Regions from separate parts of the Mus musculus genome. Here regions 2, 3 and 4 are each linked to region 1. A link is a contact called in public ChIA-PET, Hi-C and HiChIP or PLAC-seq data. All regions are on one chromosome and are shown on one strand. Each heading gives the region's core, a stretch centred on a gene start, on an enhancer-like site or on the middle of the called end of the contact. The rest is flanking DNA. Distances are from core to core; before and after follow the strand shown.

Evidence for each region. A called contact is a pair of places that touch in the nucleus more often than the background predicts. ChIA-PET counts read pairs in DNA pulled down with a chosen protein or histone mark. HiChIP or PLAC-seq counts read pairs in DNA pulled down with a chosen protein or histone mark.
Region 2: a contact with region 1 is called in a Hi-C map of muscle stem cells, with 4 times the contacts expected there. The contact joins the promoter of Mier3 here to the promoter of Il6st in region 1. A contact is called at or near these places in 4 of 39 promoter capture datasets (cranial neural crest, hippocampal neurons, liver and 1 more), 4 of 484 Hi-C or Micro-C datasets (embryonic stem cells, muscle stem cells and myocytes), 5 of 115 datasets of contacts at active chromatin or transcription factors (astrocytes, cardiomyocytes, embryonic stem cells and 2 more) and 1 of 9 other capture datasets (adipose tissue).
Region 3: an RNA polymerase II ChIA-PET map of memory CD8 T cells shows a contact between it and region 1, with 52 read pairs. The contact joins the promoter of Ccno here to the promoter of Il6st in region 1. A contact is called at or near these places in 6 of 39 promoter capture datasets (embryonic stem cells, hematopoietic stem and progenitor cells, hippocampal neurons and 3 more), 3 of 484 Hi-C or Micro-C datasets (all in embryonic stem cells) and 4 of 115 datasets of contacts at active chromatin or transcription factors (bone marrow-derived macrophages, embryonic stem cells, memory CD8 T cells and 1 more).
Region 4: a contact with region 1 is called in an H3K4me3 HiChIP or PLAC-seq map of bone marrow-derived macrophages, with 5 times the contacts expected there. The contact joins the enhancer-like site here to the promoter of Il6st in region 1. A contact is called at or near these places in 14 of 39 promoter capture datasets (the 3T3-L1 cell line, 3T3-L1-derived adipocytes, the C10 cell line and 10 more), 1 of 15 datasets of contacts at CTCF or cohesin (the NIH/3T3 cell line), 6 of 484 Hi-C or Micro-C datasets (CD4 T cells, Sertoli cells, bone marrow-derived macrophages and 3 more), 20 of 115 datasets of contacts at active chromatin or transcription factors (bone marrow-derived macrophages, craniofacial prominence, double positive thymocytes and 13 more) and 3 of 9 other capture datasets (adipose tissue, embryonic stem cells and liver).

What each region holds. Positions count from the first base shown.
Region 1 is chr13:112,462,734-112,465,842 of GRCm38.p6, forward strand. It overlaps Il6st (interleukin 6 signal transducer), which reads left to right and starts at 1,337. Exons shown (of 17, transcript NM_010560.3): 1 at 1,337-1,517.
Region 2 is chr13:111,684,644-111,687,668 of GRCm38.p6, forward strand. Mier3 (MIER family member 3) reads left to right here and starts at 1,535. Exons shown (of 13, transcript NM_172593.3): 1 at 1,535-1,711. The coding sequence starts at 1,703.
Region 3 is chr13:112,986,470-112,989,531 of GRCm38.p6, forward strand. It overlaps Ccno (cyclin O), which reads left to right and starts at 1,333. Exons shown (of 3, transcript NM_001081062.1): 1 at 1,333-1,815; 2 at 2,422-2,607. The coding sequence starts at 1,429.
Region 4 is chr13:111,786,872-111,789,958 of GRCm38.p6, forward strand. The region is part of intron 1 of Map3k1 (mitogen-activated protein kinase kinase kinase 1); the gene reads right to left. Among named protein-coding and RNA genes, the nearest start is that of Map3k1, 21 kb to the right of the region's middle. Within about 2 kb of position 1,485, at least 113 of the 459 cell types and tissues checked have an H3K27ac peak or open chromatin away from gene starts, as enhancers often do. A contact at or near this core is called in Sertoli cells, adipose tissue, bone marrow-derived macrophages and 6 more, where this site is marked.

The DNA of each region.
Region 1 (3,109 bases), core at 87-2,586:
ACTCTTTTAGCCAGGCCCTTGGCAGTGTTTTTTCAAACTAGCTGACCAACAGCTAAGGGGTCATAATTCAGAGCTGGGGGTATAGAGATGCAACAGAGGCAAGAAAAGGGGGAGGGAGGGGCAGAGAGCAAGACTGCAGTTTGATCCATTTGATCTCATCTGAATTGTCAATATAACAAAGAACTTTACAATGACTAATTAATGGGTATTTGTTTGCTCTGCAAATCATTATGTTAGCCTTTCTTCCAAAAGTCTCTAGCCTTCTCTCTTTTTTTTTTTTTTTGAGTCATTTCTTCACTTTTAAAAGTTTTTTATTGGGAATTGTATACAGTATATTTTTACCAGATTTTTTTTTTTTTTTTGCTGTTCCCTCAACTTCTCCCACACACCCCTCCATCCGTCCAGCTTCCTGTCATTTGTCTCCTTTAGAGCAAAACAAAAGGTAGATGTTGGGAATGAGAAAATCAATTTCCATCAGTGGAGTTACACTGATTATATATTATATCAATTGCACTCCAAGGGCGGGCTCCGTGCTCAGTAAAAGATAACCAATGCAAATTGGAGTGTTTCTTTACAGTTACACATCCCTTATCTTTTAAGTTTCTCAACTTGCTTGTATACACACTACACACATACACACATCACACACGTGCACTCACGCACATTGCAGCCTTAAGGTCGTTTTCCAATCAAGGGAAGGGTGGTGGATTACAATGAAATAGGTTTTTCCTTGGTATTTCTAATCACACATCAGGCGACTCAAACCGCAAAAAGATAACAGTTTCTTGGCAGGTCACCAGTTCACGGATCAATCAATGACACCCAAACTCATTTACTAACAACAACAAAAATTGCACAGTAGCAAGGTTCGTTTACTTAAGCCTGGGTCCGAAGCGGTCACTATGGGCGAGTACAGTCAGGGCCACTAAGTCCTGCCCTGTCCCCAGGGAGTTCCCTTGCCTCCAGAGTCCCAAGGGCCTCCTAGCAGTCGCCGGAGGCTCGCAGGCCCTCTGGGGAAGACAGCCCAGGGAGACAGCCGAGGTCCGGGGAGAGGGGTCGCGGGAGGCACCTGGGTTGCTGTCCGCGACCCATTACCCTAGAGAAAATGGAACTTTCCGTTCCGGCCACCCACCCAAGTGCGGCGGGGAAGCCTTCGATCTAGTCTAGGAAAGGCGACCAGGCTCAGCCTCCGGAATCCCGGACGCCGGGAGCCGCGTTACGGGAATCGCAGAGGCCTGCAGTCCCGCCCCTTCGTCTCCGGCGACCCGGAGCCAATGGCCGCGCGCTCCGAGACTGACCAGAGCCAATGAGCTCGCGGTCTCTGGCTCCGGGGGGCGGGGCCGTGGGGGGCGGAGCTAGGAGAGCCCGGGTCAGCGGCGGACGGAGGGTGGCGTGTGCGGTCGGGAGGCCAGAGCTTCGAGCCATCCGGGCTGCGGCTCCGCTGAGGGACCGGTGGTGTGGGCCGGGATCCGCGGGGCTGAGGGACGCTCAGGAGCGGCGAGGCTCGCGTCCGGAAGGTGAGAAGAACAGGGCCCCGGCGCGGGAGGGTGCGGGTTGCCTGGAGCGGCCGCCACCTGGCACCCGAGGCCCAGCGGGGCCGGGCTGGACCGGCGCCGAGCGCACGCCCGGAGCTGGTCGGGCTGGCCTGGGAATCCCCGCATTCCTTCCCTCCCCGCTCCGGGCTCCGACTTCCCTGATGTTGTCACCCGCCTTCTCCAGCCGCGTTCCTGACGCACAGTTCCGAAGCCCCCGCCCCAAAGTCCTCTCGGGATCGCGCGTCCTGGGTGACCGCGTCCTGCGTTCTTCCAGTTCCCGTGCCGTGCTCCCTGATCCTACTCTGGACATGGCCCTAGAAAGTGTGGTCTTCTGTGTCCCGTGAAATGCTACCGTTCCCTGCTCTTGATGTTTCTTAATCCAGAGCGAACTTTTCACCCAGACATCTTAACATTTAGGCGTTAATGAAAGTCCAGTGTTTATAAATATTAACTTTCCCTTCGGTCCGTACCCTTCCTAATAAATCCCGCGTGCCTTTACATCCCGAGAGCAAGCCCATCATCGGTCTTTAGATTTTCACCTCCTCCCCTAAGCGTAAACGTGTCCCCTTCTCCAGCTGGCAGGGGGCTCTCTTTTGGATGAACAACCAAAATTCAGAAACTCAAAGCAAACATAATATAAAGGGCTTGGTCCACTTCTGTTCTTGTCATTTTTCCATTAAGAAGAAACTCGTTTTGGCTTAATTTGTATAGTTATTGGACATTACAGCAGCTGTACTGCTTAAAAGTAGTCAGTGAGTGCTGGAATGTCAGCGCGAATCTTCTGAAAAATCTTTGGTCTGGTCAGTGTTGTAAACAAACTCTTTTAGACCGTGTGTGACTGACTGACTGCCAGCTTCCAGTTGGAACGACTCTTAATTTGAAATTACTGACACATTATCAGGGGATGATCGTCATCGTCTTAATTTTCCAAGTTTGTGTTTATATTTATCATTGGGAATTATTTTTGAGCTCTGATCTGGAATGCTACATTTGTAGGACTAATCTGCTAGTCGGTTAAATTCTGTTTTCCACAGGTTTCTGGGGGTGGGGTGTGTGTGTGTTCATTTGCTTCTACTCACAAGAGAAAGAGAGAGAAAAAATTACAGTGGGGGAAAGGTCAGCTAAGGATAAACTTTATAGTAGAAATTTGTATTGTTGGCATTAGTGATTTAGAATATTACAAATACTGTTACCCGCTCATTTAAAGCAACATTCTTATGTAACTGGGCATTTTGTTCTGTTTTATTTATGACTTTGTGTTTTCATTTTGAAATAGTTTTTCCTAAGAGAATGTGGCATTTCAGTTCAGTGCTAGAATGAATACTGATTATTATATACCTATGAAGTGGGTGTTACAATATCTACCTTCTAGAAAAGGGAACAGGCTCAAAAAACATGGCTCCAAAGCCTGTGCCTACAAACTGTTGTGTTGATGGATCTCTTATCGCATTCCTACAGTTTGGTCTGGGGAGTTGAGTGTTGTCCACAACCCTGCAGTGGGAGCAGGAAGGGGTTTTCCCTGGAAGTGATCTCAGGTGTCATTTTGCCACACATTTGCTTCACCTGGCCCTGGT
Region 2 (3,025 bases), core at 285-2,784, 780 kb before region 1:
TAGGATGAAACTTTTTTTTTTTTATGATGTAAATAAGGGGCAGGCTGTTGGCTACCTGGCTGGAGCCGAGCTGCTGAGCAGTGCTTTCTGGCTTTATCAGAGGGTGTGGGTGCGCACTGCCCCTCACTAACCCTGGTCACTCTGCTCCATTTCAAGCCACAGGGTTTTTTGTTTTGTTTTGTTTTTTAACTTTTACAACTTTGAACGCCTCGTTGAAGATGGTAGGGACAACATGTGCCAAGCCTGTTTTTGAGTTATTTGATTGGACAAAAGTTTGTGATATCATTCACAGTAGGGGAAGTGTAATTTTCCATGTCTTTTGGATGTTTTGAAGTTGAGTGACTTTTTTCTTCTGTAAAATTTCCACGAATAAATAACTTTTACCCGTGTTTTTAGGTTGATTTTTTTTTTTTTTTTGCCTTGGTAATCCTCTTTAAAAGTAACCGTTGCTTCTTCCCATAACCCATCTCCATCCTCATCCAGTGAGGGAATTGGAGACCCTAGGCTCAAACCTGAACAGTGTAATTAAGGTTTAAAGTTATGAAAAGTTTTAGCATCTTAAAAATGCTTAAATTTATGAAGCTACAGTGCAAACCTCATTTTGCCATTAATATTTATTACAAGCTCCTGGCAGGCATCTGGGAGGAGAGCTCTGGTCTTCACGGACACTCTAAGCCCCTGTAAGGTCTTAGCACACCTTCCTGTTTGTATATTATCTTCTCATGGATCTGTTTTCATACACAGGATTATTTCTTGAAGCCTATGCAGAAACAGATACATCTGCTAAGTCTCTCTCTCTCTTCCATGTATCCACTTATCCAGGAGACCACATTTATTGTATGTATAATCTCAAACAATGTTGTTTTTATTTACCCCCGAGGTAGGTGTGAGAGGCAGTTTTTGCAATTTGGTTCAGGGTCTTTGACACTCTGCTTTTTAAAAGGTTTATCAAGTGTATATCTTCGGGTCATCTTCTAGACTATTTGTGATTAATAACTCCTAGAACTGGTCTTTAAAAAAAAAAAAGTGTACAGGCTATGAATGTCGCGCAAGCACGCTCATCATGTCTGGCTCCGTCTGTCAGTCTTTCTGCCTTCTGAATTGCCATCATCTTCCAGAGCCTGTCTGGCAAATGTCTACTTCCACAGTTCACTCCAAGCCACTGAACGCCGATGCGCATTCCATTCCTGCAGGTGCCTAGCCGTCCTGCTTCCTGTCCGGGTCTCTCTCCTCTTTTGCCCATCAGCGGCTCGCTCACTTGCCATCGCGTACTCTTCTCACTTCGGGAAAGTCCGTCGAGTCCTCCTCCGAGTCTCCCGCCACCCTCCTTCCTCCCCCGCCCCGGGCTCGCCCTCCCTCCCTCCCTCCCTCCCTCCGGCCCCCCCACCGCACCCACCGGCCGGTCCCCGCGCTCGCCCGCAGTTCAGCTGGAACTTTACTCCAGCCGGGGCAGAGCGCCGTGGGCGCGCGGGGCGGGCGCGTGCAGGAGCGGCGGCCGCGGGAGCGCCGGACGGCGTGGGTGTGCGAGCGGGCCGGGGGCGTCGCGGGCCGGCCTGCCCTATAAGGGGCCGAGCCGCCTCTGCCTCCGGGCGGGTGCCTGGCGGGCCGCGGCGGCGGCAGCGGCGGCGGCGGCTGCGATTGGCTCAGGCGCCCCATCCGGGGACTGGGCTCGGCGCTGCTCGTTCGCCCTAAAGGTACCAATATGGCGGAGGTGAGCGGAGAAACCGGGCAGCGGCGGCCGTGCTGGAGCGGGAGCCGGGCGGCCCTCCGAAGCCCCGCAGCCGGCCCGAGAGCCACGGCTCCTCCCGCGGGTCCTCGGAAGGCGGCGCGGCGGCGACGGGGGATGGGGGGCGCGGGGCGGCGGCGAGGCGCGGCGAGGCTGCCGGAGGGGCGGGAGCGGGCGCGGGAGCGGTCTCCCTTCGGGACTAGGCCGCGGCGGCTCCGACCCCGGCCGGGCCGGGCGGCGGGGCCGGGCGGCGGAGGGCGGCGGCGGCGAGCCTCGGGCCGGGGTAGCCTCCGGGCCGTGGCCGGGGCGGCTGACGCGGGCCGCCGTTCGCTCGGCGCCTCCTCCCGGGATCGGGGTGGGTGGAGAGCGGCCGATCCTCGGTCGGCGGCTGGAATGCAGCGCGGAGAGCGGGCTGCGCCACTGCCCCGCCGGAGTGAGCCGACCCGGCCCTCGGCAATCCGGCCGCCCGCCGCCTCTCCTGACCGGGGGCTCCGAGGCCAGCGGGAGCGGAGCGGGACTCTCTACCCCGAAGCCTGCGAGGTGCGGCGTCCCCGGGCGCAGAGACCGACCCACACCTCGACGCCCTCGCCCGCCGAGCGGCCCGAGAGTCTCTTTACCCCGGGCCGGACTTGGGGGGGGGGGCACCGGGCGACCCGGGCTGCCGGGCACCGGGCTCCCCTGGGACGGGCAAGCTGGGGGAGGGGGCGGCGTGATGGGAGCACCGGGGCTGGGCAGGAGCGAGCTGTGTGTGCTAGGGCCGAGCTGGCGGGCCGGGGACCGACCGCTCCCCCGGGGGAGGACCCGGCTGGTCCCAGACTCAGTGGTCGCGGCTCCTCCGACCTCAGCGGCTGGTGGGTGGGGGTGGGGAGGTGGGGGCGGGAGGGTGCTCCCGCGTTGGGTTGGGGACCAGTGTCAGGGTCGAGCTGGCCTACGCTTGGGGCAGTCGACAAACCCTGGAGTTGGGGCGCCCGCGCACTCCAAGGGCAGGCTGTGTGTGTGTGTCTCAGAGGGTGAGACCCTCCTAGGGGACGGGGTTGCGTTTCGAGGAGTTGCTCTAGGGCCAGCGGAGAGCTGGGTGAGCTGCTGTAGTCGGGGGACTCGTGAGATGCCCGGGATGAAGGATTGATGCTGCGAGCCGGGTAAGCTCTGGCTTCGGCTTCCCGGCTTTGTAACTTGCCGAGCTCTAAACGGTGTCTCGGAGTTGCCCGTTTCAACTCCAGCCCTCGTCCGGAGTCTGCGAGTTTGTACACTGGGGACTTGGGGAGGAAGGCGAGGCAGCCAAGAGGGGGCCCGAAAGGG
Region 3 (3,062 bases), core at 83-2,582, 520 kb after region 1:
TAGATCCTTCCTCCTCACCCAGAAAACTCTTCTAGGAAGAGGTCTGCTATGTGGCCCCCTTGCTGTGGATTCGGTTGATCTCCCCGTAATGTTACCCATCAACAGCCTGAGAGGAGACAGAAAGCCAGGCACTTGCATGTAGAAAACTCCTCTCAGGTGATTCTCAGCAACCCCGCGTCACACAAGTGCTGCAATTTAAAGCGCCTTCAGAATCACAGAGAATAGAAACGGAGGCGAGAAGCTGAAATCCAGCCCTTTCCCCTCACCTGCTTCTCTGGCAAGTTTCTAGGGGGAGGATTTGCACGTGGACTCCAACAATTTCCAGCTGTCTTTGGAATCAGTGAGGACGGCCGCGTGTGCAGAACTCACAGCGCCTTAACGTCTCTTTTAGATCAGGACCGGAGTTTGGAGTACACGGGTTGAGAATGGAGAAGGTGTCACATTCTACCTTTCTCTCTTGTCCCCGCGCCTCCCCCTCCCCCAACTCTGCATTCCTTTGATTTCCCTCCATCCTACCCTGGGCACAAAGAATAACCTAGAAAGGTAGAGGGTTAAAAGCTAATGACCCAAAGCAGAACACACTGTGAGCAATTCCACAGAAATGCCACCTGTGACATTAAGGCCCTAAACGGCTGCAGCCTTGGCGTGTTTGGCTCGGGATGAAAAGTGCGGGGCAAAGTATCCAGAGGGCAGCGGGCTTGTGCGACGGTCATTTGAAGTAACTTCCTACGTTTTTGGATCACAAATACCTGTCTGACAGGACGGGCTCCCACATACTTAACAGACGTTAGCGACGCGCCAAAGTTCTCCTTCCCTGGGCCAGCGGAATGAAATAAAATAGTCGCAAATCAAGTCCTTTTATGGGTCACTGAAGAAAACCTAGCCTGATCTTGGTCCGGAGCTCAGAGGCGGACCCACCTGGATGAGGGTTGGCATAAAAGATGATCACACCAGGCCAGACAATCTAACCAAGGACCAGGTTCCCCGGAGCAGCCTTTCCCTTTTTCCGGGGGCGGCTGAACCGCTCAGACGGCCCATGGCTCCCCTAGGTGGCCAGTGATCTTTACGCTCTTCCACCGAGCTCAAGCAGCTGGCGCCAGGACCCGGGCTGCGGTTGCCACGGTGACGACAGACGCGCGGAGCCTGCAGCTGAAGGCGGGTGAGAGGCGGGAGTTGCAACGCCTCCTCCCCCTGCAACCAGCGCGGGGGCCACGCGTTGCTCGCACGCGAGGGGTGTGGCTCTGCCTCCGGGAAAGCGCGGCCCGTGGGCGGCTCGGGGCTCAGCCAGTGAGAGGCCGGGGGAGTGGTGGAGGGAAGGCACAGTCCGGGTACTTAGAGCTGCGCCGCCAGCGGGACCGGATCTTCCTCGCAGCTCTCGCGCCGACGCTCCGGGCGTCGTAGACGCTAGGAGCGCTACCCGATTGTAACATGGTTACCCCTTGCCCTGCCAGCCCGGGCAGCCCCGCCGCGGGAGCCGGGAGGCGAGACAGCCACCAGAACCTCCGCGCCCCAGTGAAGAAGAGCAGACGCCCGTGCCTCCGGAGAAAGAAGCCGCTGCGGCCGCTGAACGCGTGTTCGCTCCCGGGAGACTCGGGCGTCTGTGACCTTTTCGAGTCCCCCAGCTCCAGCTCGGACGGCGCCGACAGCCCCGCAGTGTCTGCGGCGCGGGACTGCAGCTCCCTACTCAACCCTGCCCAGCCCTTGACAGCGCTGGATCTCCAGACCTTCCGAGAATACGGCCAGAGCTGCTACGACTTCCGAAAGGCGCAGGAGAATCTTTTCCACCCGCGGGAGTCGCTGGCGCGCCAGCCACAAGTGAGGCGCTGGCAAGAGCCAGACCCGGGGCCGTCGCGCTTCTGTCTCTCCCAGGCTAGCTCGCTCTCTCCATGGCTGCTGGCTGCCCTTCGCACAGCCCTAGTCATTGCAGCCCATTATCTGCCATCAGTAGGAGCAATTGGGACCTTCAAGGATTGGCCCACTGACCTATTTAGATGGAGAAAGGTTGTGGGTGGAGAGGTGGATATCGGAAGTTATAGGGGGTGGGTAGAGGAGTTTTATTATAACGCAGTTCGACAGCTTCTACGTCAGATCCAGAACTCCTAAATTTGCTTGCACTTCTGTTTAAAAAAAAAACAAAAACTTTACCCCCCACCCCCCACCCCTTATAGTCCCTTTGACTTGCTGAGAGGGTTAGACTGGGTAGTGTGCCCTAATGCACTGTGCACAATACCAGGCGCGAGCCCAAACGTTCCCAGGCGTTCCGGAACGCCTGGTTTAAGGCAGGCCCGTACCTCCCCCCCTCCCCCCCACGTGCCTCCTATTTTTCAGTCATTTAGCGTTTTCCCCTTTGCCTCTCTGCCTCTCTGGATTGTTTTGTTCGGGCGCGCGCTTCAGCACACTCCCCCTCTCGCTCCCGGCCAGGTGACTGCCGAATCGCGCTGTAAACTGCTCAGCTGGCTCCTGCAAGTCCACCGCCAGTTCGGCCTCTCTTTCGAGTCGCTGTGTCTGACCGTGAATACTCTGGACCGTTTTCTCCTCACGACCCCTGTTGCTGCAGACTGCTTCCAGCTGCTCGGGGTCACCTGTCTGCTCATCGCTTGCAAGCAGGTACCACCAGGCGAAAGAGTGCGATGTGTTTGCAGCCAGCGCCCCCCTTCCCCAACTCGTGCATGGCTTAGGGCTGGGTTGCTTGGCTTATCTGGGCAGATGCTCGAAGATCTTTCCATGTCATAGCCTTAACTTCTCTTACCACTCACAGCAACAATCCTTTCAGACTACAAAGAGGTTAGGCTGTAGCTGGCCGCCCAACCAAAGCTTTGTGGTACTTGTCTCTGGAAAAGATGCTTTTAAAGTCAATCTCTCTCTCTCTCTCTCTCTCTCTCTCTCTCACACACACACACACACACACACATTTTAAAGTTGGGTTGTAGATAGAGAAGGTGCACTAGCAGCTGTGGGTGGGGGGAGAGGTTTCAGGAGCGGAATTGTGGAAGTGGAAGGAATATAGAGTTCGAGTCCCAGTTTTCTCCCGGGTTTTAGGCTGGATGGATTTGGGTCCCAGG
Region 4 (3,087 bases), core at 235-2,734, 680 kb before region 1:
CTACTTTGCCAAGAACCGGGGATAACATTACCAGAAATGCTTAATTTGTATCAACTCATGAAATTATGGCTTATTTCTCACTTTTGGACAGGGTCGCATATATCAGTTAAAACCCACTGTGACCAAGGATGGCCTCGAGCTGCCTGCCTGCCCAGCTTTCCCTTCCAAGTGCTGGGATCATCGCTACCCCTGGCTCACATTAGCTTCTGAGGGCTAATCTGAAAGTATAACTTTTGCCATAACCGAGTATTTTATAATTTTAAAACCATCTTCTCATGACTATTAGCTATTCGGTCAGTTAATATTCATTATTTAGGCATCTGTCATTTCAAGATATATCTTAAGCTCAAACAACAACAAAACAAATGACTGGACTCCTGTGAATTACACTTGGTGCTTCTGACTTCACACACACACAACACACACACACACACACACACACACACATTCTATACCACGTTCTAACTCCTTAAAGTTGTGGGTTTAAAAGATTTATTTGTGTGTGTGTATGTGCGTGCGTGTGTGTGTGTGTGTGTGTGTGTGTCTGCATGTGTCTGAGTACTGCCCATGGAGGCCAGAAGAGAGTGTCAGATCTCTCAGAACCCAAGTTACAGATGGCTGTGAGCTGCCATCTTGGTGTTGGGACCCAAACCCAGGTCCTCTGCAAGAGCAAAAATGCTTGTCACAGCTGAGCCATCTCGCCAGCCCCTGTAGTTGTATTAATTAGTTCATGATCTTGATATAAATCCTTTTACAGGCTGTATAATACAGAGGAACATGTCGCAAGTACGGATCAATTCAGCCCGTAGGTTACATATCCCTTAAAAATTACCAGATGCTTGTATAGTTCAGCAAAGTGGAAAATCTAAGATACATGCCAAGTAATTAATTAAGCCATGTTACCAAAAGTGTATCAACCCTCTAAAAATCATGACTACAAAATTATGAAATAGCATTCCTTAGCTAAGACGCTGGCATGTTTGCTAAGCGTCCATGTCTCAGCTTCTCAGCAGAGAGCACACTATTTATTATTAAAACCCTGAGACTGAAAAGGCCCAGGTGGATCGCACTCCTCCGTAGGTCTGGATTTGCAGGTGGATCCCAGGAATCCCTGCAGTGACAGGATCATCTCAGTAACAGGATCATCTCAGTAGCAGCCCCACCCCTGAGAGTGCAGCTCCCAGTAGATCATGGCCCCAGCCACATGCCATATGTCACTCTCCCTAGTCACTCTTTAGAATAGTTCTCTTCTTCTCTGCCAATGTGTCCATCATGAGACGAGCCAGTTGGTTGGGACACTGAAACGTGCAAAGTGCTGTTTAGATGGTGTTAGGAGCATCCTGGCTGCCGGCTGCCCCTTTACTGCAAGATGAACCAACTAGAGCTGACTGCCTTGTCTGGAAAACCCGAAGGTCACAGGAAGGGAAGGGGATCAGGAAAAACGACGCTTTGCTCGGTAGGGGGCGCTCTTTCCTTAAAAATGTAATTTAGACGATTATTAATAGCAAAGGTAGCCTGCCCACAAATCACTTCGAACAGAAGCAGCACTCACTCTGACATCCTGCCCCAAATATAGCTGGAGTCAAGGTCTTCCTAAGTATGCCTTCCTCACCTCAGGGGCACCCTGAAGCCGTCCTAAGTGCCAGTGTCTTTTCACTTTTGATGACTCAGCAGGATCACACTTCTATGGCTTTACGCTGGCAGGGCTTGACTCATGACTGTCGGGTGCGTGCTTCTAAACCTCCCGTCGGAACCACTTTCCAGTTTTAACAACAACCGTGTACTGGGCGAGAGTGTGACAGAAACTATTATTCCCACTAAACCAACAGCGACTCCTTCGTGAGCACGCGGGTCAGCCAATGCTCTCTGTCAGGAACAGCAATCTCACTTAACTCTCAGTCAGGCTGATAACGGACGACACAGTTCTAAGCCTCAAGACTTTCAAACTGAAACATGAAAACCACTTGGCAGTGTTCTGATAGAACCTGAGTTTTCCTAGCACGAGGGAAGGGAGAACAAAAGCTAACCCTACCATGCTCTCCCGAGGTGTGTCCCCCCAGGACTGGTGCCCGTGCTCCCTTCATGCAGTGCTCCCTGGGGCACGGCGGACTTTTTTTTTTAATTGGAATTATTCCTTTGAAGGGAGAGTGTTTTGCCTGCATGTCCATAGGCGCATCCGGAGTGTGCTTAAGTACCGGAGGAGGTCAGAAGAGGGTACTGGAGTTACAGTTAACTGGGACCGGAGTGAATCAACAGTGCTCTTAACTGATGAGCGGCCCATCTAGACCCCCTCAGCCCCACCCCTTTTATCAGCCTATGGGCTCACATTTCCAAGGCCCTATGGTCAGTCACCCCATACTGCCCTAGACACTAACTGAGCTCCCCTCAGGCTACAGCCCCTGTAACAGTGCAGAGAACCTTCCTCCAGCCTCCTCAGCACACAGCTCCTCACTCGTCTGTCTGTCCCTACCACCAGACTGGGAATGAAGACAGAAGTGGGTTTCAAGTCTACTATCACTGTCTTACTAGAAAGGTTGGCACAAGGGATGGACTAGGCAAGTACATGCTGAGTAGGGTGGACTGTCCTCCTCGGACTGGGTCTACCTGAGGGCAAGATTTGTCTTACTCAGCTTTCAGTTTACAAGCAGTGCTAACGGATGCCCCTGGTATTTGCAGATGCTTGTGAAGGAAAAAAAAATGCCCTTCCTTCCTGTAGGAGCCTCCGAACCAAAAAGATCCTTCTCTGGTAGAAACATCTGCTGTGCCCTGAGGGGCGCTGCATGGAGAAGGGAGGTCAGATGCTAGGCAAGAGGTTTAAAGAGACAGAATTTGGCCCCAGGAAAACACCAAGGCAGGATTAGCAAGAAACCACCCTGAGTCCAGATCATTTGTCCTTAGTCAGGGGGCTTTCCCATTGCTTGAAACTTGCCCATGTGATCTAGTTAATTTGATTTTCCTGAAGTTAGTGACAAAACACAGCCCCGAGGAAGATCCAAGAGTCTGTGTCGGGGAGGCGGACAGCTGTGCCGTCTCAGCCAAGCAACCTGGGAGGCAGTGGAGAACTAAGGCAGTCAGGGGGGTGGTGTC